Linked DNA regions of Mus musculus: regions 1, 2, 4, 5, 6 and 7 are each linked to region 3. A link is a contact called in public HiChIP or PLAC-seq and promoter capture Hi-C data. All regions are on one chromosome and are shown on one strand. The core of a region is the stretch at or near the end of the contact, and the rest is flanking DNA. Distances in the headings are between cores, read along the strand shown.

Region 1 (3,393 bases), core at 434-2,933, 830 kb before region 3:
TGAAGACAGCTACAGTGTATATAAAATAAATAAATAATAAATACGTAAATATTCAAAAAAAGAGAGAGAATATGCTCCTATTGTGAACATGGAACCATCTAATATATTTAATAATATACTCTGGTTCTAATTTTCTGAGAAGTGATTTTTAAAGCTATATTTCACCAATTCTAACTATAAAATTATGATACTCCTTATAATAAGTGTTGGTTCAACATTGCAGCAAGGCTAATCAACAGTTCCCTGCATCTTCATATATAAAATGTTGAATCTCATGATTTGATCCAAGAAAACATCACTATTTACTGTATTAAGATTATGAAGACACCTAGTTCAACATTATTTTTCTATTATCTTTGGCATGTGTCTGTTGTACATAACACTGGGTTTCATCAGAGCTGGGAGCTGGAGACTACACAGTGTCTTTTCAGGCCCTTGAACTACTCTACAGCTTGGGTTTGTGCTTTATTATTTCCGGGTTTGATTCTTACTGGTTTTGAGTCGTAGCTATGCCATAAGCATTGCAAACGTTTGACGATTTTACTTTTATTTTTTCCTATGTCTTTGTGTGCATGCATATGTGTCTGCATGTTCTCATGTGTGCAGATGCCTAGGGAGGCCAGAGGTTGACATTGAGAGTTTACCTTGATTGTTCTTCACTAAGGCAAACTGCCTGAATTGACAAGATCTCTGACACTCCTGTCTGGCTAGCCACTGTGTCTTAGAGACCCTTGTCTCTGCTCCCTGAGGGTCCCTGCCATTACAGAAGGACAGCTACAACTATCTGGGATTTAGGCAGTGTCTGGAGATCTAGACTCTGGTCCTCACACTTGAAAGATAAGTATTCTAAGCACTGAGCCATCTCCCCAGCAGCACCGTGTTAATCTGCAGTTCTCATCATCTGAGGCTCCTCTTCCCTGAGTTTAGAGCCCCTGGGAATGTGAGGAGTGGGTGTGGCCGCAGCCCTATGATGGCGCCCAGGACTGCTGCCAAGTCTTATGACTGGCACCTGACTTCCTCATATCCCTCAAGATAGCCACGTACCTTGAGCTGCATTGCGCAGATGCACCACAACGTAAGATCGGATGATGTGACAAAAGTAGTCCTGAGCCAATGAACGGTGCCTACGTGGACTGGGGTGATGGGGAGAGGACTAGAGGGTATAAAGGGGGATGGCGGAGAGTGGTGGGGCATTCTTCTTCCTGCACATTGTTAAGTTCCTGAATAAACTGCCTTGAGAAGGACATCGGTTTTGTCGCTTCTTTTCTGCTGGTCGGAGACGGTAGCGACATGGGAAACCAAGCTAAAGATGAGAAGGTAGTTTGATTGCTTGGGAGTCAAGGATGAGAGGATTTATTCGATGTGAGTGTGGTAACACTGGTGTGGGCCAACCTCAGATGAGTGGCTGGGTTGTTTCTTCAGTTGGTTCTCAGCCATTTTGAGTGGTAATTACACCATAAGCACACTAAACCGACAAAGGTTCCCAAGGTTTATGTTGTCCGACATTGTGTTTCTCTATTGCAGTGTGCTTGGATACTATCATCTCATGTCTGTAAATAGGAAATGTTGATGAGAATTGATTTCGTTTGTTGTAAGTGATGTTCAGCTCTTTTCAGTGCTCAGGACCAAGGCCAGAGCCTTACACAGGCAAGGCCAATGTTCTATCCTTTAGCTACATTCCAGACCCAGGACAGCTCCCTTCACAGCAACTGCTGTTAGCTCCCTTCACACCTGCTGCTACATATTGTACATAACACTGGGTTTCATAAGAACTGGTAAGCTGGAGTTCAGAGGTTCAGTTCATTATCATCATGGCAGGAAACATGGTGGCATCCAGGCAGTGATCCACATGCATCCAGTCAGAAGTCAGCAGAAAGAAAGCGTGACACTGGGCTTGGCTTGAGCTTCTGAAGCCTCATAGCCACACCCAGTGACACACTTCCTCCAAAAAGGCCACACCTCCCAATAGTGCCACTAACTATTGGCCTTCTCATTCAAATCACCCTACCCCCTAATCCTTCCCAAACAGTTCCACCACCTGGGGAACAAGAATGGCTCTATGGGGCCACCATCACTCAAACCACCACAGGCCTAGACAGTAACAGTTTGTGGTCACTTTGAAACTTGTTAAATGTGGATTCTGCCTTCAGCATCTACTTTAAGAGCTCGGGAGATGGAGCTCAGAGAGAGAAAAGTGGTGCTAAGAACATGGAATAAACTAGGAATCCACACTAAAAAAATCTACTTGGATCCCACAAACCAAAGTGTGAACTGTTTTCTATTACTATAACAAGTACTTGGGATGACCAGTTTATAAACAGAAAAAGGTTATTTAGGATCATAATTTTGGAGAATCTGGTTCATGATTGCTTGACTCCACAGATTTGGGGCTTGTGGTAAGGGTACAAAATGAAATAAAATCACGAATTTTACACCCAGGATACAGGAGGGGGATGAGACGGGCCAGACTCCCTAATTACTTTAAGAGATGAATGCACTGTGGCCTAAAGGTTTGCCAGCAGTTTCCAAGCTGCATTTCACATACTCAGTGGAAAACCATCAAAAGCTTTGCATGTTTGCCATGTTCCCAAAGGTCCCTACAAGTCTTCCGATGTGGACAAGAACAAAATCGCTCTGTGAAGCAATTGTTATTTTCAGGTGAGAATCAGTTACATGACATTGCTTTTCACCTTGGTGTGCAGACTTTTTCCCCAAGCTGTGATATGACAAGTGCTCAGTGACAAGAAACAGGACAATGTGACATTCTGCTTCTGCTACATCCAGGATGCATAAGCACAAAGAGAAGGGACTTAAGGTATAGAGTTTCAAACCCAGGGGGAAAACTGTTGACATGCCTATTTTGACATATCAAAGTGAACTTGGCCTCTGAGGGTTTCACAGCATCCCTCAATCCCTAGCTATTACAAGGTATGGCTGGCACACCCAGCCCTCTACCCTGAACTTTCCAGCCCAGGGCCTGACTGCCCTTCCCACAGAGGCTCTTTCCCATATAATCCAGACATTTTGGTTACCATCTCCCTCTTCTGTTCCTTTGGCCTCTTGGCTGCTGCACCTGGTTCCCCTCTCTTCCTCTCCTTTCTTCTCTCCCCTCATGGTCCAGCTCAGTCTGGCCATGTTCACTCTGGACTCTCCCAGATGCCCTCGCCCCTGACTATGCTCTCCCACACATCTATAATGAACATTCCCCCTCCATCACACTTAGAAACAGTCATGTCCTTCTCGTTTCTTTTTATTCATTTTCTCATTCAAAGGGAAAACAGAAAAACAAGTACATGTGTAGGCAGAGGCCTGCTGTTGATGTCAATAAAGTACAGAATGATCACCTTCAGACCTCTGCACACACATGCCTTGCATACTGTATAAAGTGAGGGC
Region 2 (3,314 bases), core at 281-2,780, 890 kb before region 3:
AGAATGAGCCAGAGATAGGATGCACCCAACTGACAGGAAAGGAGCATCGAAGAGACTGGGGCTGGGCCAGAGGGAGTGAATCAGCTTAGTCCGTTCAACTCCTGCAGTGCAGTTGAGTTCAGCAGAGTTCATTCATGAGTTCCGTTCCATTTGTGCAGTGCATGCAGGCCAGCAGAGCCAGAAAATAAGGAGCCAGAAGATTAGAACAAATTGCCAAATTGTTAGAGGCCAAGCAGAGCGAATCAGTGGGAAGCTGAGAGAAGCCAGATTGAATCAGTCAGCTTGGAGAGGAGTTTGAGCCAGAAGAGCTGAGTTGAACCAGCCAGCCAGAGTTCAGAAAGAACTGGAAAGGGTGAGTTTATGCAGCAGCAAATCTAAAGCATTCTAGATTAGATTGTATCTAGGCTAAAAGTTTCCAGGCCTAGGGCTAGGGATACATAGAACAGAGAACGGAAATCCGTGGGCTCAGCCCAAGCTGTGTATTCGCACAGCTGTGTATGGCTCTCTTTTCATCCCATCCCATCATGAGGAAATAAATGTTTCTTTTACAGGCCAGTAACATTTTGTCTTTTTGTCGTATTTTTTATTTTCCTGATTTTCTCAGTGACCTGAGTGGTCAGCATGTTCTGGTATGTCAATATCTACTAGATTAAATGACATCACAGATTACAAACTTTTAGCCTTTTTAAAATGCCATTAAACATAATGACTTGTTCTGTAATTAAAATTAAAATTTATCAGATAATAAGCAACCTTTAACAGAAGTCAGGTTTTCTCCAAGTGGATAATTTACAGGAACATGGTTGATTTTGTTTGTTTGTTTTAAACAAAACAAAACATTCTTCCAGCTTTCTTCTTGACCATCTTATGAAAGAATGTTTTTCTCGGTATAAGTGATCAGTAATACAGAGATCAAGGAGGTTTTCAGGTGGAAAGAGCATTTTTCAGATAGATGATAAAGTTACATTGTTGTGTAACTTGAGTATAGCAAACGGAACAAATCCCGACAGCTGTACAGCCTTTCTCAGGCATTGCCAGGCTCTAATCATTTGTGGAAATTTGAACTGCCGTGCTTTTGAAACCACAAATTTGAACCCACACATGTGTCTTGAGCTATTTGGCCGTTGACTAGGCCCGTGATTGCTGACTGATCTTGGGGAACTGTATGTTCTCTCTGTGCTTGGATTCTCTCTGGACACCCGGGCTAAGGTGAGAAAGGAGCGTGGGGAGGATTGATGTGGCTCCAGGAGCCTATTCCGGAGCTTCAGCAGGTATCACTAGCCTGAAAGTTGAATAAAAGACCTGGAAAGCTCAGGTGTGGACGGAGGGTAGGGGTGGGGCGTGTAAAGACGACCTCCCAGCTAGCACTGGCGTGTTCCCTCAAGAGTTAGCAGCACACTTTATAGAAGCAGTAGCTAGGCTGCAGTAGCAGCTCTAACACGCGCTGAGCTCCGTTTCCTAGGCAACCACCATGACTTCCGGTTTGACTCCAGGTTGGCTAGTGGCCTGACTCTGTCACGGGAACCGCCACGATTCTGCAAGATGGAGAGTGAACATAACTCGGTGGCCAGCTGGGGCCAGGGTCGAAGTCCAGCCGCCGGAGGTCTTGAGTCAGGACGGTCCCTGGGGACAGTGCTATCAGGAGGGACCTCGGAGACTGGAGGAGCCTGAGTGCCGAGCCCCAGAGGGTGCACCGGCCCCCAGTAGCTCTCCGCAGCCGCCAAGCTGGAGCTGGACGTGAAGACCGGGAGCGTCGGGCCGGTGGCTGCGGCACAGAGGCTCCACCAGGCGGAGACCCGGGCGGAGAGCGAGCAGGCCACGGTGGCTTCCCGGCGGAGTGGCCGGACCAGGAGCGTGCTGCGCTGGTTCTCCACCGCGGTCATGTATGCCGCCTTCCTGGGGCTGGTGAGAGCCGAGGCTGCACCCCTCCCAGGCTGGGGCGCGAGCCTCCTGCAGGGGACCTGCCCTTCCCAGCTGGACTCTCACATTCGCTGCCTGCATGTTGTGTGACCTTGATCGCTGGGGCTTCAGTTTCATCCGCTTAACACATAGGCACTATTCTAATCACCGAGGGTCACTGTCAAGAGCGCGGGTGATTTTTGCCTAACATGATTTCCCCCTACAATCTATCTTTGTAGGGCTCCTCTTAGTACTAGGGAGACAAAAAAAGAGAATGCCAGGATCTGTAGCCACTGTCCCCTACACCTTAATTATTATACAGAGAAATACTTGGCTGGGGTGGGGGCTCTCTTTCTAGTGGCTTGATTAAATTACACCAACTGCTTGATTTTTACAGATTTTACAGATATAATGGCAAGAGCAAAATGACTTTTTCTTGTTCATACAAATGTTTAAGCGGTTGAGTCAAGCGCAGCCCTTACTCTGGTACAGCCCTCTTCAAACTAACTTCCATTGTATAAGTGATTTTCATGGAGCAAAGTACAAGGCTGTATGCGCTTTTTACAGATCCTGGAGCTACCCCCAATTCAGTGTTTGTGGCAAAGCTCCCCATTCCCTATCACTTCATGGTTGTAGGCCAACAGGGTCGAGAGGGTGAGTCCCCAGAGGAGAATAGCTTACTCTCTTCTAGACTCTGAGCCACACTCATTTCTTAGATTGTACTAATGGGACGGGATAAAGAAATCCCTGCAGATGCTTACTGAGCGCTCGCTCCCTGGGCTGGGTTTTGAGTCTTTGGAAGACGTGAAGTGTTTTCACTCTTCGTGTGTGAGCTACTTATTGCGAACCTGCGCTCACTCTGGTTCGTACCAATGCTGTCTAGGTAAGGTGCACAATTAACTTTGGAGCACAATGGTACAATTAGAATCGGTAGTTCTTGAAATGTAAGTCAATTAGAAGCTTTAGTTAAGGGATTTCTTCTAAGTTCCAATTTATTAGCCTGTAGGTCTTGTTACTCCTATTAAAAAGAAAAAGCTGGAAAAGTTCATTTTTGCTTCTTCTTTATACAAAGTGATGTTGCAGGAACATCTGAGTCAGGACTTAAAGACAGAACAAGAAAGTCAAGTTCAGAAGGAGCAGATTTTGATAGTAGGTCAGTTATCACTGTTGCCCATTTCTGGGCAGTGGCAGCCTAGTGGGCTGAGTGCCTGTCTGCTCAGTCCCTTTCTCCTGAACTTTGTCTTAGTTTGTAGTTTGTTGACGTTAAGGTCAGTTACAGTGTCCTACCCAAGAGTCTCTTTCTATTTGGTCCATTTGTGGAATTGAAAATGTCAATGGCAGGTTATTTTTCATAGTTCTTTAAGCTTTCCTCATGTTTTGTTACATAAGTTTCTATGGGTACAGAAAAACATTCA
Region 3 (3,179 bases), core at 282-2,781:
ATTGTAATTGTCAGGATAAGTCCACTACAGCTGGTTTATAGAGAACTTTGAAAACGGATAAACTTAATGATTTAACATTAAAAGACCCAGGCATATCTCAAATGTCAAAAGGATTCTAACATCTGTATCTTACACTAAACGAAAAGTAACACACATTGTGAGCAGTTTCCACCTCTTTCATTTCTGCATACTCTGAGGGCAAGTAATATGCAAAATAATCTTTCAAAACCTGGCCCCCGCTAGACTCATACCATAGTGGGCAGGCACCCTCAGTGAAAACGTCAGGTTTTCAAAGTTACTGGGAGTCCCTTTAAAGGTTCTTTTTGGCTTCTTACGGAAGTCTATCAAGGAAGCGCGCTGTTCTGCAGAATGGTATGAAAATGGGCTATGAGAATACGCTTTGATCAGAACAGCAGACACCGTCCTAGCTGGCAACTGTTTCCTTATCCTCTAAGATTCTGCTGACAGGGAAAGGAGGCGTCCTACCAAGCGGAGACAGACTCACCCACTTACCTGGTATCCACATTCCTGAAGAAGCTGCTTATAGCGTCGTCATAAATTCCTTTCTAGAAACAAAACAAACTATAGCATTTACGTTTATTTTCTCTAAAACCCTTTTAGCTGTAGCAACTCTACAACGCTGAAGGGGCTCTAAGAAAAAGAAACCTAGGTCGACTCTTCCAATTACATCTAAAGGTAAAATGCCAAGAGAACCCCTGACTAAGTTTAACAGTGATGAAAAAAGCACACCCTGTAGGATTATACAGCTGGTACTCCAAGTGGGAATTTCTTGGGATTCTTGGTCGTTTGATGTATTTACCTACTTTATAGTGCTTTCATCTATAGCATCTACTGTCTTTCAAAACAACAACAACAACAACAACAACAGGAGGAGGAGGAGGAGGAGGAGGAGGAGGAGGAGGAGGAGGAGGAGGAGGAGGAGACTGCTAAAGATCAGGGAAACTTAAGACCAAACTCCTGACAAGTGCCTTCTGCCTGTGACTTACAGCAACACGTTTAAAAAGAAACTAGCCACGACCGGTATGAGAAGATCCTATGCAATTTATGGTACTGATTAAAAAGCCCAAGTAATCTGGGCATGATAGTGGTAGTCCTGGGGATGCAGAGACAGATGGATCGCTGCAAATTCCAGAACATGATCTACACAGCAAGTCCCAGGTCAGCCAGGGCCCCGTAGCAGGATCCAAAGCACCCCTCCCCAAACCTCATGTGAACTCTGGCAGGCCCGGGTGACAGGCAGGAGGGGCGGGTACCTGGTTGACCGCTGCGTGCTCCCTCAGCGCCAGGTCCCAGAAGCAGCAGCCGATCTGGTTCCCGCACTGTCCGACTGCAGCCAGTAGCGAGGAAGAGAGAGAGGTGCATTAGGAAGGCAACCAGGTGACTGGCTCCGCAGCGACCCGGTCCCCGCGGACGGGGGTAGCTCACCCTGTACGACCACCGACTGGGTCATTCCGCCGGGAGGACCAGCAGGAGCACTCCCGCCCAAACTCCCGCCTTAGCTTTCGAGCTCAACGACGCCCTACGAGGGGCGGCCTTAAGTCACGTCGCTGCCGCAAGTAGCCAATGTCGTAATGCCCTTGTTTCTTTACGGCCAGGACTTCTGCGCAAGCACATTTGCGGCTAGCCGTTACCATAGCGACTGGGCCTCCGGCAGGTAAATCCTAGCTGCCCTGTCAACATCCTTGAGCATCTGCAGCTCCGGAGGCCCTGGTAACTGACGGGTAACTAGGTTTCAGAGAGGCATTTAAGATAAGGGACTTTAACTTTGATCACGGGCTTTGAGAGGCTCACAGCCTAAACAGCCAGGACAGTGGGTCCGATTTCTCAGGATGATGCCCGCTAGTGTCGTTATCTAACAGAAAACGAATGTGGAGGAACACAGAGACACCCCAGACAAATAGGCTTATCTGGGAACAAGGGAAGCTAGGTACACTCCGACCAAATACCACAGCTAAGTTCAGAGGCCAAAGCGATGCACTCTTCAAACTTAAGATTTCTGGATAATTCAAAACATCTACACAAATCCAACTTCCAACAGCCGGCAATGCCATTGAAGATACACTCGATGCACTCAAAAGATATGACCTAAAATATTACATGGCGCTGACAAGGAGAGCCATAATATTCAATGAACAAGGGTCTAGGAAAAGAAAAGATGGGTTAAAAGTTAAGGCGTTTGATTTGATGTATGAACAATGTAGACGAGATTTTTTAAAGGCAGGGGTGGGGCACGAAGTTCGAAAGGGGAAAAAAAGGTTATTTTTCAGAAATTGAATTTTTACTGGGCAAATTAAATGAGGCTTTAATTAAGAACTAAATTAAGAATTTAGGCTGGAGAGATGGCCCAGTCAGTAAAATGCTTGTCTCTGAAGCACGGGGACATAAATGCAGACCCCAGCACTTAACAAAAATCTGGGAGCCTGTAACTCTAGGCTTGGAAGGCTGGAGAAGGGAGATCCACAGAGTCTAGCTGAAACTGTGAGTGTCAGATTCAGGGCTCAATAGGAGACAATGTCTTACAAAGTAAGATGAAGGATAACTAAGGAAAACACTTCATGTTTCACATCTTGTTTCCATAAGTGTGCACACACACAAATCCCCTCACTAACTTTAATGCTTTAATGAAGTTAATATTTTCCACAGAAATTCTGAGAAACTACAAAACCTTTAATCTTCATTTAGCAAAAGTTAAATTATACTTGCTATTAATTTGTCATGATATGTAATATGATATATAACATGATAAGAGCCACAATAATTGATTGATTGGTTAGAATACCTTATTCAGCCGCCAGGATACAGCTTAGTTTGTTATTACACAGTTTTGAAAGATGTGAATTTTGACGTTGTAGTGGGGTGTATGTATTGCAGAGGCCTTTCCATGTTTCTCTTTGGGTGTCTTACATCTCTTGTAACTAAGGGGGCAGATTTTAGCCAGGAAAAATTAGAAATTGCTGGATTTACTCTTACCCGCTTCTTGGTAAGCATGCAATCTGTGATAAAGGTAGTCAGACACTTTGGGTCTTAATATTGAAGTCCCCAAATCTGGGGTTTCCAAAGTTTGCCAAACATGGACAAATATGTGGGCTGTGATGTTATTAGGTCGAATCTATAGATTCTGGTGCTAACGCCCGTGGTGTTCTGGCCTTTGCAGAGCT
Region 4 (3,260 bases), core at 760-3,259, 930 kb before region 3:
CCACTCTTCAGCCCCAGGCCCTTCTCTGACGGGGGTTAGAATTGCCCAGGACTAGGGGTCAGATAATGCCTTGTCTCCTCTCTTCCTCCAGAGACACTATCTAGGCTCTGTGTCACGTTCATCTTCACAGCAGTCCTGTATCCTGCTCCTGGGCAGAGTACCACCCCACTGCTTCCCTTTCTTTTCCAGAGTAGTCTGCCTCTGCAGACTGGAGTTTTCTCTTGCTGTTGTTGAGACAGGGTCTTGTGTATCTCAACCTGGTCTGGGAGAGCAGGGGAGGGGGCCATGGGAAGGTAAGAGCTAGAGGCCTAGTTGGGGGAAAAAATCCTAGAAAGCAGCTAATGATGGCGCGTGTCTGTAGTCTCTGCACCTGGGAAGCTGTGTGAGGAGGACCACATATTCAAAGCCAGTCTGAGATGACACATAGTGACACTCCAAACAAGCCAAATCCCATCAAACTTAGGCAACAACAGCAGCAGCAACAACAAAGCCCAGCTTACTTAATAAGAACTAACTTCTAAATCAGAAAAGCCTTAACTAAATAATACTTTAATAACTAACTATTTATGAATCTTTTGCCATTCAAGGGGAAATAGAGCTAATTGGAAGGGTTTATATGATAATCTGGCGTATTGATACCATTGCCAGGAACGTTTTAAAAGGTAACGTTACTGTTGCCCTGAATCCTAGGGACTTGGTAGTGAGCTGATCTCATCCTTTCCGAGGTTAGCGTGAAGTCTGTCTTAACTTGCAGATGCCAAGCTCAGCTGGCTTCTCTTGCCTTTGTTCACTCTGAACTATTTTTCCAAGTTTGTGTGAATGTGCTATTGACGAAAGGTCCTATAACCACACCAGTTGGTTATTTAGCCAGGAGAAGACTTTATCACCAGGTAGTAAGAGTAAACTAAAAGATCACATTCCTCTCCTCTCCTCTGTCTTAGTCAATGTGAGCTGTGGAAATGTGAGATCCCTCAACAAGCCGGCTCACCACCACGTCCCTAGCTATGAAGTCTCTGTAGCTGTTTGTGTTCTCTGACTGCCCCTCCTTATACCCTGGCTGTCCTCTGTGGCTGAGCCCAGTGCCATCTTGACAGTCACAGATGAACACTGAATTCACAACTCAATGTGCTCCTGTGCACTAGCTAGGACCTAGGAATCCTAGAGTGTGAATATGATGCTCTGAGAAGAAGAAACTTTACAGAATCGAAATCAGAGCTGAGTGGGCTCAGTGACACTCTAGAGATAATAGGCTAAACAACGCCTTTTGTCATCCACAAAGAATTAGAAATTGTGGTGGTGGTGGTATTTTCCCCCTGAGACTGCCTGCATAAAGGTCCATATTCTACTGCTTGAGCTCCGAGAGCGACCATACCAGCAGCCTACAGTGTTTGGTAACTTTCAAAATACCTGGCATAAACAGTGACAGAGTAACCACTATCAACTTACTTAAAAAACCTAAAGTCTTCTTTAAAATTCTAAAATCCAAGATCATTTGAATCCAAGGCTATCATTTTCCTGCAGTGCTGGAGATGGACCCTCAGGCAGCTGAGTGCTAAGTAGTCGAGCTACCACCATTCAAATACATTTAAAGGCTATTTACCAGGCATCTAAAAATCCAAAGTGGGTTTGGTTAATTACTCAACCAGAAATTCTAAATCTTACTGAATCTTGATATTATCTAAGTGATGCTGTCAAAGAAATATATTTGCAAATATAAGTATATATAGTCTTTTTACTCAGAGGAAATTACTGTTTTTAAGGGGGGTAGATGCTTTTAGAAAAATGTTTACTTAGAAAATGTTTTCAAAATTGGACTTTAAAAAAAAAAACCTCTTTTCCACCCATTAAGTAATCTATTAAGTAATCCATTAAGTGATCTTTATTCCAGAAAGCTTTTTTTTTTCCAGTTGTTTTTCGTGTCTTAATGGTGCTGTGCCATTATCAATACCATGGAAACCCATTTAAATGAAATGGAAAGACTGGTTGTTTAAAAAAACAAACATAATCAGCAGTGATGCCTCCTGCAGTCCCCGCAGGGCAGGCCGAAGGTCAGCTTCCATCTGAGTCAGCTGCTGAGGAAGCAGGAGCTACTCAGAATCTGAAAACAACCCTGGGCAACCTAAAGATGTTAGTCCTTAAGGTGGCAGCAAGCAGGGACGGGCTTCCTTCTCAGCACATCTGTGAGTTGATCTCAAAGCACAGTTGGTCCGAGGGAATGCACCAAAATGACATTTTGTGGCTTATCAGATCCTTGGCTCTCCTACTCTGTCCATAAAGTTGTAGTTGAGTGTTTTGGTATAAAAGGCTTCATTTTATCAGAATACGTTTCTGCAGCTAGCTGCGGCCCACCTTTGTAACCACCTCCCATGGCTAGGGAAGCCAGTATGTAGTTCTCTTGCCAAACTTCCTTCTAATTTACTTCTAAATTTCCCTTTTTAAAAACCAAAAACAAAGATAGAGAAAACAAAATTGTAAAAAGAAGCACTAAGCCCGTTCCATTCAGATTTCCAACGATCCAGCTTTGAAGCCAGAGGGTAGCTTAAAGTTTGGCTTTGTGACTAATTCTGAGATTAACTATTAACGACTCTTAGCAGGGTTTCTACTCCCTTTCAAAGGTACAGTTTAGTTTTGTTTTGTCTTTTAAAGGAGCCAGGCTCTTTTCTTTGATTTTGCCTGTTAAAGAAAGACTGCCGGCTATGCTCCTGAACTCTGGAGGCAGAAGAATTTGAGAATGCGGATGGCTTGGACCGTGCAGTAGAACTGTGCTTCCTCCTCAAGCCACATTCAGTTAAAAAGAAAATATATTTAAACTGCATGCTCTTCTAGAATTATAGGATAGCTTTTTAACACTTTTAGACAGAGATACACATAGTTTTTTTTTTAACTTTTAAATTTATTTATCTGTTAGGTTCACTTATTTTCTGTGTCTGAATGTTTTTCTTGCATGTATGTCTATGTACCACTTGTATACCTGGTGCCTGAGAGGTCAGAAGAGGGCATCAAAAAAATCCCCTGGGACTGAAGTTACTGATGGTTGTGAGCCACTATATGGGTGCTAGGGACTGAACCCAAGTCCTCTTAACCCCTGAGCCATATCTACAGCCCCTTATTCTAGGTTTTTAATACAAGGACTAAACACATAGCTTGCTTGAAACTAAGTAGACAAAGCTGGCCTTGAAGTTGTGGCAATTCTCCTGCTTCTGTCTCTCCCAAGTACTGAGATACAGGTGTGTGCCACCATGCCCAGAAAGATGAGTGTA
Region 5 (3,315 bases), core at 358-2,857, 770 kb before region 3:
CATCTGCCCTTAAAATTTTTGTGTTCTAAAGGTCCCACTAAAAATTTCAAAACACACACTTTGAGGCCAATCAGAAAACATCTGAAATAGTCTAAGCAAGAAATGAAGACAAGCAGAGTAGGAATGGAGAGGAGTTGGACGCCAATTTAAGAAACCTTTCCGAGACAAACAGGGAAGAAGTTAATGATCGTATGATTGAAGATAGAAAGTTGGTTTATGGGTAACAAGACCAAGTTTTGTAGTAGCTTGGGAGTCTAAGTAAGAAGGGATATCAGAGACAGAAGTGTAAGTGGAAAAGAACTTCAGATAAAAAATAGAATGTGATAACATTTGAGGCTATGGTCCCTGTGGTCAAATCTGTAGTCACATAAGAACACGGTTTTCCTTTTTCAGCTAGCATAGCTATTTGGCAAAGACAGACTGATGTCCAAGTCCATTCAACAATGGAATTGCCTGCAGGTTAAAATAAGTGTGGGCATGTGGGACCCGATTTAGAGCGTTTCTCCCAGGAAGGTAAAGCCCCTGGACGTTCCCCAAGCTTGTTTTCCCTGATCTCTAAAAATACAGCCAGAAAGAAGCTCTTTGTTCTCTATAGCCAGCAAAAAGCCTTTGTTTCTATACTTTACAACCAGAGATGCCTGCCTTCCTGTGCTGAGGACACGGAGATAAAAATTCAGAAAGAACTCACTCCCCACTCCTGCCTTATAAATTTCACCAAGGATACCCAGAAGAGAAGAACTCTCCTCCCAACTCCTCCCAACTCCTCCCCAATTCCTCAGCTAGCTGTTAAAAGCCCCCTACTGTTACCACTAAGGGTCAAACTCCCCTGCCCTGCACGGAGGAGGGACATCGGGACATCGTCCTCAGCTAGCTGATAATAAAACCTCTTGCAGTTTGCATCAGGTGTGGTTTTCTCTCGAGTCACTGAGGTGCTGGCCAGCTCATCCCAGGACTTGAGCGGAGGCCCAGCTTCGGGGGTCTTACAGGCAAGTGCATGCAACTCGTTTTGTCCCAGATTCTTTCTTTAGCTATTGTTTCACCATTCAGTAAAGGCCAGCGGGTTGTTGTCTGGCCTTTAGAAGCTGCTACTCTAACCTAATATTCCTATTTATAGATGGGACTGCGGTGGGATTCTGAGTGTTGTGTAAACTAACTGAGATACTTCACGTGTGAGTTTACACGTAAGGATCCATAACTATCTGTTCAGTGAGAAGCTGACGTTCAACATTCTTGTACGTCTAAGGAGCAAGGGCAACAGTTTGTAAATCATGTAGAGACAAGACCTTCGGGTTTCCAGGTGACCCAGGAGGCTGCGGAAGTTGCCATCTTGCAGTTCCAGGCCGGGTTTCTTCCAACGTTTTGCAACTTTGGATCGTCTTGTGCATGGGTTGCAGCTTGTACATCTTTGGCCTACATTCCCCAGGCCGGGGAAACTCACCTAATTGAGACTTCTCACCTGGGCCAGGCTGTCCGATCCCCAAGGCAACCACATCAACTTCCGGTTTGAGGAAGTCTCCTGATTGGCCGGCGGCTTTATTTCCGGCCTGTGATCCATGCAGGCGCTCTGCTACCGTGAGGGACACCGCGCCTGCGCGGCGGGGAGGCTCCGCTCCCAGGTCACGCTCGCGCGGGCAGGTCCTGGCGTTGTTGGCTCCCGGGCCGGGCGGGGCCGGGCACCTCCCTGCACACCGGAGGCCTGGTGCACGGAGCACGGCAGGTGGAGCCGCCACACTGGAGTTGGAGCTGGAGTTCGGAGGGGCGGGAGGGCAGCGGCTCCTCCCAGCCGGCCCGGGCGCAGAGAATGAGTCAGAAGCGGTGGCCTCCGTGCGGAAAGGCCGTGCCCAAAGCGTGCTGCGCTGGTTCACCACCGTGGTGCTTTGTGCCGCCTTCCTGGGGCTGGTGAGAGCTGGGCCCAAACCCTCCAGGCCACGGCTGGAGCAAGCGTCCTGCAGGGAACGTGGTCTCAGTGCCCTGCATCGTGCGTGACCCCTGGTGTATATCGGTTAATCCTCCTGAGTCTCAGTTCTGTCATCTGGAAAAACGGGCAAAATTAATACGTTTCCAGCACGAGCAAGCTAAGTTTCCTCCGGAAAACGGGGAGATACAAGATGGGGAGCCTGCTCCCCTTCACCCACTCACTGAAGCTCTAAATTGATCCCAGAAAAGCAGCTTTGAGGGGGCCTGACCAAATCCAACCAACTGCTTTATTTCGCAGATGGAAAAAAGGGCCCAGAGAAGAAAGTGGCTTTTCTGGTTAAATGATAGTATCAAGGACATGTTGCTTACCCTGTACACGGCCCTATTTAAATCAAGCCTTTAGATACTTAAATGATTTTCTTCACTCAAGTGCAAGAACTAAAAACGCCATAAAGACAGTGTTCCCCAGTGTAGCACCTGCTGCTGACCCGAAATGTCCTTTTGTGGACCAGATGGCTGTAACTCATTGTGTAGATCAGGATGGTCTCAAATTTCAGAGATCCTCCTGCCCCTGCCTCCTGAGTGCTGGGATGAAAGCTATAAACCACTGACCTAAAGTGATAACTTTTGACTCGAGTGCTATGAGAGCTAAACCTTTGACGGAGTCCCTTCTGGTCCCTCAATTGGAGCTTCAGTTTCTTAAAATTATTTTGATGGGAAAGTAGGGAAGAAAGAAAGCGTTGCAGGTACTGGAGCCCCTCGTGTGTAACAGGTATTGCAAGTGATTGCAGGAAGATCTGAATGAACATGCTGTGGCCCTGTGTGCTCCTGGTCTTTGTTCTTGGTTGCTGGTGCTTGGGGCAGGGAAACCACACGTGGGTTGGAGCAGAACAGTGCAGCACAATCAGGTTTTGTTGTTTGTTTATTACGTACAGGGCGCTGGCTGGCCCAGGACTTCATGCTAGGCTTTCACCCAGCTGTGTCCCCAGCCCACAATCCACAGTTCTCAAAACTCAGAAACGTTTCCTTAAAGGTTTTTAGGAACTTCATCTAAAACGCAAGTCTTTAGTTCTTGGCAGTATCTTGTGTAACATCTTATTGTTAAAATCATTCTGTCCGTGTTATATTTTGCTAAGAAAGCCTTACAGCCCTTACATCTCCTGATAGCTTTGGAGTGTGAGGAAAACTGTAGATTAGATTATTTATCGTCAGCATTAGACAGTTCAAAGGGACAACTTCTTGTGTGCCAGAAATATTGGCATCTTAGTGTAAAAATCAAAATTTGGTGCTTGGTAATTAAAAATTTTTAGCAATTAAATTTCGTATTTATGCATGTAGCATATTTGAAAATATAAGTATATATTTTGAGAATAGTTTGTTACATTCTAAATCCTTGTG
Region 6 (3,083 bases), core at 390-2,889, 850 kb before region 3:
GTATAGAGGTTGTAACATCAGCACCAGGAGGTTGATGAAGGAGAGGATTGTTATGAGTTTGGCACCAGCCTGGGCTACAGAGTAAATTCCAGGACAACCTGTGCTACAAAATGAGACCCCCTTTCCTTCCTTCTTTTCCTTCCCTTTCCTTCCTTCCTTCCTTCCTTCCTTCCTTCCTTCCTTCCTTCCTCCCTTCCTTCTTTCCTTCCTTCCTTCCTTCTTTTCCTTCCCTCCCTCCCTTCCTTCCTTCTTTTCCTTCCCTTCCTTCCTTCCTTCCTTCCTTCCTTCCTTCCTTTCCTAGGTTCCTTCCTTCTTTCTTTCTTTCCCTGTTCTTTCTTTCTTTTTAAGATCTTGGGTGTTGCTGGAGCAGTGACTCAGCAGATAAGAACAGCAACTGCAGGTCTAAAGGACCCTGGTTCAAATCCCAGCAACTGCTTGATGGCTCACAGCCATCTGAACTGTCACTAGCTGGGCAGTGGTGGCACACACTTTTAATCCCAGCACTTGGGAGGCAGAGGCAGGCAGATTTCTGAGTTTGAGGCCAGACTGGTTTACAGAGTGAGTTCCAGGACAGCCAAGGCTACACAGAGAAACCCTGCCTTGAAATGTAACCGCCATCCCCCCCCCAAAAAAAAAAAATCTCTGGTGTTTTCTTTCCTTTTTTAAAAAAGATCTGTCTTGGTTTCCCTACCCCCAGGTGATGTACCTCAGCAAAGACTCACATTTATGGCCCTTTCCCATTCCTCACAGCCCTTCCAGTACCTGGAAGTATCTGCAGGAATTGGGGTTAGTGTGTGTATCTGAGAGTGAGCCAATGAGTTAAGTATTTTTCAGTCCTAGATACAGAACCCAGGCCCCTGAGTATGTCGGGCAAGCACTCAAGCTCTGAGCTACAGCCCCAGCCCAGCTTTTGTTCATGAGCTATTATTACATGGTCCATAGCAGAGATCTGCTGGCCATTCTTGGGCGAGTTGTTATGTACTCTGTAAGCCATAATCCTCTTGGCTGCACAGGGCTAAAGTGGATTGTGTGTCAGGAGGGTTGAGATGCTCCGTGTGAAGGCTGACCCACAAGGTTCAACCCGTATTGGTATTGGTAGCATGAATGTGGTCAATGGCAGCTTTAGAAGCTCAGTTGTTGATGGACAGGACTGGGAGTTTGGGAAGTCGTGCAAGGTGGGTCCTGACTTAACCTGAAGGGGAGACTCCCCCTTGCAGAAAAGAGTGTTGGAATCCCTCGGAGCTAGAGTTACCGGTAGGTTGCAAACTGCCCAGTGTGGGTACTGGAAACCAAAGTCAAGACCCCTGAAAATTCTGAGCCATTCTCCAGCCCCAGAGCCTCTTGGCTGGGTTGTTCTGAGGCTGTGCTTTCTGCTTTTTCTCCCTCAGGGTACCAGTGCGTCCATCTGTGTGCGCTTACGTGGGAGAGATACTGAACGTGCTTCCAGGAAAGCATCCGGTCTTCCAGGCAACCACATTCCCTTCCCCCAAGAAGCTGGGTCCCTGATTGCTGAGAAAGACCTATTTCTGCCAAACGGTCTTCTTAGGGGCTGTGCAAGATGGGTGCGGGTGTCGGCACCACGTGTACAGTCCAAAGTGTAACTTCCCAAGGTCCTGACTGAGGACTGTCCGTGGGGGAGGAGGCACTGGGAGAAGTCTTCTGGTCAGACAGAACAGGGGCTCAGAGCTCCAGGGACCCTGCTAAAAAGCCAGACCGCACCAAAAACCCTTTGTTTGGAGCCTCCAAGCTGGAGTCGGAAATGGGGTCCCGTGGGTCCGGGCCCACGTCTGTTGAGCAGCACCTCCTCCAGGTTGAGACCCAAGGGAAGAACGGGCTCCAGGCTGTGGGAAGAACACTGCGCTGGTTCACCACTGTGGTTCTGAACGCTGCTTTCCTGGGGATGGTGAGAGCTGAGGCTGTAACCGCCTGCACTTTGTATGGCCTTTGTGCAACATTATTGAACTGCCCTGGGCCGTGGGAGAATGGCTACAATTTTAATCAAACCTGAAATTGATGACCCTAATATTTTCCAACTGCAGCAAACCTTACTTGGTTTCTGTATGAGGGAGAGAGAGGACTGTGCTGGTGTGTACCAATGGCCCTCCCTGTCCCAGGTGGTTAGACAGAAACGGGCTTTCCTAAGAGTTCTTCCTTGGGTCCTGACCAGATCCAGCTAGCAGCATAATTTCACTCCAAGTAGGAAGTGACTTTTCCTAGGTTGCAGAGTTGGTTAGGTTGATAAAATCAGGACGATGTCTCTCTATGATAATCCTTCTTAAATTGAGCCTTCGGGTCCTTAAATGTTTTTCCTGGAGCAGAGTGCAAAGCAAGAAGTGACTTTTACTGACCGCTTAGACTTCTTTTCAGTCCACTGTTTGTGATGGCCTGCCTTGGTCCTTTGGTAATTGTGACCTTGGAGAAATGAAAGTGAGTTGTCTGTGGAGTGATTGCAGGTAACTAAGGATCTCAGAGAGGGAATCAGAGGTGGCTACTGAAATGAGCACAAACGGCACTTTCTGTGAAGACAGCCATGGTCAGTTTGGTCCAGTTATAGAATTCATAATGAACAATAACAGATTGGTTATGAAATTCTTTATACCTTCAAAGGATGAGCGCATAGAGACATCTGTGACTCAAGGTAACCCAATAAAAACAGGAGACAGACGTTATGACAGTTATCAGGTAGAGAGGACTAAGAAACCAGAGCACACTCTTTTATAACAAGTTTCTGCGGAGAGCCACCCAGATCAAAATCAAACAAGCCAACACTCACATAATAAGGAGATCAACAGGCTTAGGGTGCAAGTCTTCATGGCCTTTGTCTAGACCAGTGGCTCTCAACCTTCCCAATGCTGCGACCCTGTAATACAGTTCCACATGTTAAGGTGAACTCCCACCCCCAACCATAAAATTACTCTTGTTGTTACTTCACAGCTGTAATGTTGCTACTGTTATGCATTGTAATGTAAATATCTGAGATGCATGTGACCCCTGTGAAAGGGTTATGACCCATAGATTGAGAACTGCTAGTCTAGGGTATAATAGCAATTAAGACCATTAGTTGCCTGTAAAATTGCCTAACT
Region 7 (3,054 bases), core at 182-2,681, 660 kb before region 3:
AAGTTCACATATCCTAAATTAGAAAAAGAAAGTTAGAGAATTATGTTCATTATCAAATGAAGCAATGATTACAGAAATATAGAAGACAAAAGAAATTCCCACTAATACTTAAAATTTTCATTTCATTTTTTCTAGAAATATGTATTTTATTTCAAGTTAAAAGTTTAAACCACAGTCTTAAAGTAAAATGAATTTTTCTCAATGAAAAAAAACAATTCATGGATTAAATGGGAAAAAATTAAAACCACCTAAGAAAAGCATTAGAGAAATTCATCCTAGGCCTGGCAGTGCTTGCCTATACTCTGAGCACTCGGCAAGGCAAAGCAGGAAGGAGGCCTGTGGTCTGCCTAGGCTTCCAACAAGATCCCATCTTAGATTACCAAGATGGAGCCAGCCCTTCCAAAGGTAACTAAAAGCCAACAGGTTTTTTTTTTCCAAATTTTTTTATTTAAAACAATTTTTAACTTATTTTTTGTGCACAAGTGTTTCCTTTCAGATATTTTTGTCTACTAAGTGTACTTGCATGGAGGTCAGAGGACATCCCATGGTGCTGGAGCTACTGATGGGTATGAACCATCATGTGGGTGGCTTGGAATCAAACCTGGGTCTGCTGCAAGAGCGACACATGCTTTTAACTGCCGAGACATCTTTCTAGCCCCCCAAAATGGTTCTTATACGTGGCTACTTGGCACTAATTAAACATGTTCTAACCTTAGTTCCTACTTGCATTCTTTTTAGATGTAGGTATTAAACAGAAAACGAAAAACTGTAACTGGTCTTGACAAATGAAGACATTTTAAAAAGACACTTGTGAGTCTCACACTACTGAGTCTCAGACTACTAAAACAAAGAATTACCAAAGTGAGGAGGGAGTCCCCTAGAAATTTCATGCTGGGGGAAGAAAAAGGCACCAACTGTATAGGAAACTTGTCTCTAGAAAAGAATTCACACAGTTCTAACAACGTGTCTGACTAATTTAAAGGATGAAACTCAGGCCTAGTCAATGAGGTCAATGGTGGGCTGTGTCACACCTTGAGTAAAACTGTTTAAATGTGTATATATTCACTTTCTAAAGTTTACTCTTACTTCAGGATGTTGAAAATAAACTGGTATGTAAGAGGAGAGGGTTTCCTAGCTAGATGTCTTGGTCCCTCATCTCAATTGTGGCAACATTGGATAAATCTTTTTCTGCTTTCCAATATTAAAAAAAAATACAGAAATAACTTCATATACACCACTAAAAATTCCCCAAAGAAATATCAACCATAAGTCCACCACTAGAGACAGTGTTACCATGGAAATGCTAGTTCCTTCATAATAGGGAACATAAGCAACATCAACAATGCACATCAAAAAAAGTCCTATGCCAAGAACTGAGAGGCAGAGGTGTCTCCGGAAGGCCTCTGTGAGTAGTCTAAGCAGGAAGTTAAACAAACCACAGGTTCAACTCTCTGAAGAGAGGGAAGAGTGTTTCACATTAACATAGTAGGGTACAGTAAAGGTTATAAGAAAGCAGTATATTCAGGAAGGGAAGCCATAGATACTGTATGTAGTCTAGTGTCAAAACTGAAAGAAATGCCTGAAGTCAGATTATAGACAACCTACTTAAAATGTGAAGTCAGGTTACAGTCATCCTACTTAAATATGAAGCAGTATATAATTTGCTGGAGAAGTAAATAGCAGGCAAACAAAACAATCATATCAGGAGGCTACAGTGGAAAACCTAGATTGATAGTTATAAGACAAACATCTGCCAAAGAGTCAGGAGAACTGTAAGGGTGACATGGTCACATCTGAGGAACTGACTGGAGATGGATGGTAAGCTAGGGAAGAATTGAGATTAAGCCAAATGGTGGTCATGTGTTTATTGAAAATGTAATGAATGAAAGAAAAGTAGTTTTGGTTTGGTTGTCATTTTGGTTTCAGAAAAATTAAAAACAGCTCTAAACGTCCTTAGTTTTAGTATAGTGGGACATTCTAGCGGAGGTCCCACTGAAAATGAACAGGAACAATCATAATGTTTTAACACTGAAGGCATAGCTAACATACTTTTGAGGTCTATATACTGAATAGGTTATATATTACAAACGCTTAACCTCAAGCAGAACTTACTACAAGTCCATGCTAACATTTTATAAATGAAGTGATGAATCTTCAAGAGAATTTAAATGGTATTAAAGATCACACAAAAAGGGCTGGAGAGATGGAATGGCTCAGTACTTAAGAGGGCATATTAGTCTTGCAAAGGACCCAGGTTGGTTCCTAGCACACACGCTGGGTGGCTCCAGCTTCACAGGACCAAATGACACTGGCCTCTGCAGGCGCCTATACTCACATTCACAGCCCACAATGTATTTTTTAAACTCACACAAACAAAAATGAAAAGGCTATAAAGCTGACATCACATCTTCTCTGTGAGTCCTCAGTCTTAAGCACACTGAGAGTCTATTTACCCTGTTAGTGGTTTCATGTATTGACTGGGAACTCAAGAGGAAAACTGAGACATTCATACTAACTTAAAGGTCACATTCATAAAAATGAATAAATAATATAAATATAAAAGGGAGAAGATGAAGACATAAAGGCAGTCCCTAAGAAACAATCACCAATATGAAAGAAAAAACAGCAACAATACGCAGCGGCACCAAGATGAATGATCATGCAAGTATGAGGATAATCAAAGGAGGTGTCAAAGTCTCAGAAACCAGCATATGCAGTCATTTGAAGGTTTCCTAAGTAGTACCACAAGCTCAAAAAGGAAAGACATAAAATGAATTTAGCGACAGTTAGTGAACAGAAAATTCAGTGGATTAGTTTGGGTAGAAACCATATGAAGTAAAGAATGGATGGGAGGTAAGACATTTGATATGGAGAGAGAAATCTTTCATGAAGAATTGATATGTGAGAGATGGGTGTGTTTATATGTATAAATGTCTGTATATGAGTATTCCAAGTAAAATTATGAGTATTGACATTAAAATGGCATGAAGAAGGCAAGTGGAGCCAACTGAAAGATGTAAAGCCATCACTGACAAGGAGCAGCAAATCAGTGTG

What was found. Promoter capture Hi-C pulls out the DNA fragments that hold promoters and counts their contacts. HiChIP or PLAC-seq counts read pairs in DNA pulled down with a chosen protein or histone mark.
Region 1: an H3K4me3 HiChIP or PLAC-seq map of embryonic limb bud shows a contact between it and region 3, with 3 times the contacts expected there. The contact joins the enhancer-like site here to the promoter of Tube1 in region 3. A contact is called at or near these places in 6 of 39 promoter capture datasets (cranial neural crest, embryonic stem cells, frontonasal cranial neural crest and 3 more), 5 of 484 Hi-C or Micro-C datasets (cortical neurons, myocytes and uterus), 10 of 115 datasets of contacts at active chromatin or transcription factors (astrocytes, bone marrow-derived macrophages, cardiomyocytes and 7 more) and 2 of 9 other capture datasets (adipose tissue and liver).
Region 2: a promoter capture Hi-C map of cranial neural crest shows a contact between it and region 3. The contact joins the promoter of Mfsd4b1 here to the promoter of Tube1 in region 3. A contact is called at or near these places in 5 of 39 promoter capture datasets (the C10 cell line, HPC-7-derived erythroid cells, cranial neural crest and 2 more) and 1 of 115 datasets of contacts at active chromatin or transcription factors (forebrain).
Region 4: a FOXA1 HiChIP or PLAC-seq map of pancreatic cancer cells shows a contact between it and region 3. The contact joins the enhancer-like site here to the promoter of Tube1 in region 3. A contact is called at or near these places in 3 of 39 promoter capture datasets (the C10 cell line, hippocampal neurons and pre-B cells), 2 of 484 Hi-C or Micro-C datasets (both in cortical neurons), 1 of 115 datasets of contacts at active chromatin or transcription factors (pancreatic cancer cells) and 2 of 9 other capture datasets (adipose tissue and liver).
Region 5: a contact with region 3 is called in an H3K4me3 HiChIP or PLAC-seq map of bone marrow-derived macrophages, with 5 times the contacts expected there. The contact joins the promoter of Mfsd4b4 here to the promoter of Tube1 in region 3. A contact is called at or near these places in 8 of 39 promoter capture datasets (the 3T3-L1 cell line, the HPC-7 cell line, embryonic stem cells and 5 more), 4 of 115 datasets of contacts at active chromatin or transcription factors (astrocytes, bone marrow-derived macrophages, forebrain and 1 more) and 3 of 9 other capture datasets (adipose tissue, liver and macrophages).
Region 6: a promoter capture Hi-C map of pre-B cells shows a contact between it and region 3, with 8 times the contacts expected there. The contact joins the promoter of Mfsd4b5 here to the promoter of Tube1 in region 3. A contact is called at or near these places in 9 of 39 promoter capture datasets (the 3T3-L1 cell line, the C10 cell line, cranial neural crest and 5 more), 3 of 115 datasets of contacts at active chromatin or transcription factors (bone marrow-derived macrophages, double positive thymocytes and stem cell-derived neural progenitor cells) and 1 of 9 other capture datasets (liver).
Region 7: an H3K27ac HiChIP or PLAC-seq map of double positive thymocytes shows a contact between it and region 3, with 2.8 times the contacts expected there. The contact joins the enhancer-like site here to the promoter of Tube1 in region 3. A contact is called at or near these places in 15 of 39 promoter capture datasets (the 3T3-L1 cell line, 3T3-L1-derived adipocytes, the C10 cell line and 10 more), 3 of 115 datasets of contacts at active chromatin or transcription factors (bone marrow-derived macrophages, double positive thymocytes and large pre-B cells) and 4 of 9 other capture datasets (adipose tissue, liver, macrophages and 1 more).

What each region holds. Positions count from the first base shown.
Region 1 is chr10:39,966,006-39,969,398 of GRCm38.p6, reverse strand. Mfsd4b5 (major facilitator superfamily domain containing 4B5) reads left to right here. Exons shown (of 4, transcript NM_001113385.1): 4 at 1-1,246. Among named protein-coding and RNA genes, the nearest start is that of Mfsd4b5, 19 kb to the left of the region's middle. Within about 2 kb of position 1,683, at least 14 of the 459 cell types and tissues checked have an H3K27ac peak or open chromatin away from gene starts, as enhancers often do. A contact at or near this core is called in embryonic limb bud, where this site is marked.
Region 2 is chr10:40,023,484-40,026,797 of GRCm38.p6, reverse strand. Mfsd4b1 (major facilitator superfamily domain containing 4B1) reads left to right here and starts at 1,530. Exons shown (of 4, transcript NM_144821.4): 1 at 1,530-1,905. The coding sequence starts at 1,882.
Region 3 is chr10:39,132,375-39,135,553 of GRCm38.p6, reverse strand. It overlaps Tube1 (tubulin, epsilon 1), which reads right to left and starts at 1,531. Exons shown (of 12, transcript NM_028006.2): 1 at 1,447-1,531; 2 at 1,275-1,348; 3 at 514-566. The coding sequence starts at 1,471. Fam229b (family with sequence similarity 229, member B) reads left to right here and starts at 1,648. Exons shown (of 5, transcript NM_183254.2): 1 at 1,648-1,731; 2 at 3,176-3,179.
Region 4 is chr10:40,062,345-40,065,604 of GRCm38.p6, reverse strand. All of the region lies in intron 3 of Slc16a10 (solute carrier family 16 (monocarboxylic acid transporters), member 10), which reads left to right. Among named protein-coding and RNA genes, the nearest start is that of Mfsd4b1, 39 kb to the right of the region's middle. Within about 2 kb of position 2,009, at least 24 of the 459 cell types and tissues checked have an H3K27ac peak or open chromatin away from gene starts, as enhancers often do. A contact at or near this core is called in liver and pancreatic cancer cells, where this site is marked.
Region 5 is chr10:39,897,498-39,900,812 of GRCm38.p6, reverse strand. It overlaps Mfsd4b4 (major facilitator superfamily domain containing 4B4), which reads left to right and starts at 1,607. Exons shown (of 5, transcript NM_001384225.1): 1 at 1,607-1,899.
Region 6 is chr10:39,985,202-39,988,284 of GRCm38.p6, reverse strand. Mfsd4b5 (major facilitator superfamily domain containing 4B5) reads left to right here and starts at 1,639. Exons shown (of 4, transcript NM_001113385.1): 1 at 1,639-1,903. The coding sequence starts at 1,760.
Region 7 is chr10:39,791,823-39,794,876 of GRCm38.p6, reverse strand. It overlaps Rev3l (REV3 like, DNA directed polymerase zeta catalytic subunit), which reads right to left. Exons shown (of 32, transcript NM_011264.3): 4 at 1-13. Among named protein-coding and RNA genes, the nearest start is that of Rev3l, 61 kb to the right of the region's middle. Within about 2 kb of position 1,431, at least 33 of the 459 cell types and tissues checked have an H3K27ac peak or open chromatin away from gene starts, as enhancers often do. A contact at or near this core is called in double positive thymocytes, where this site is marked.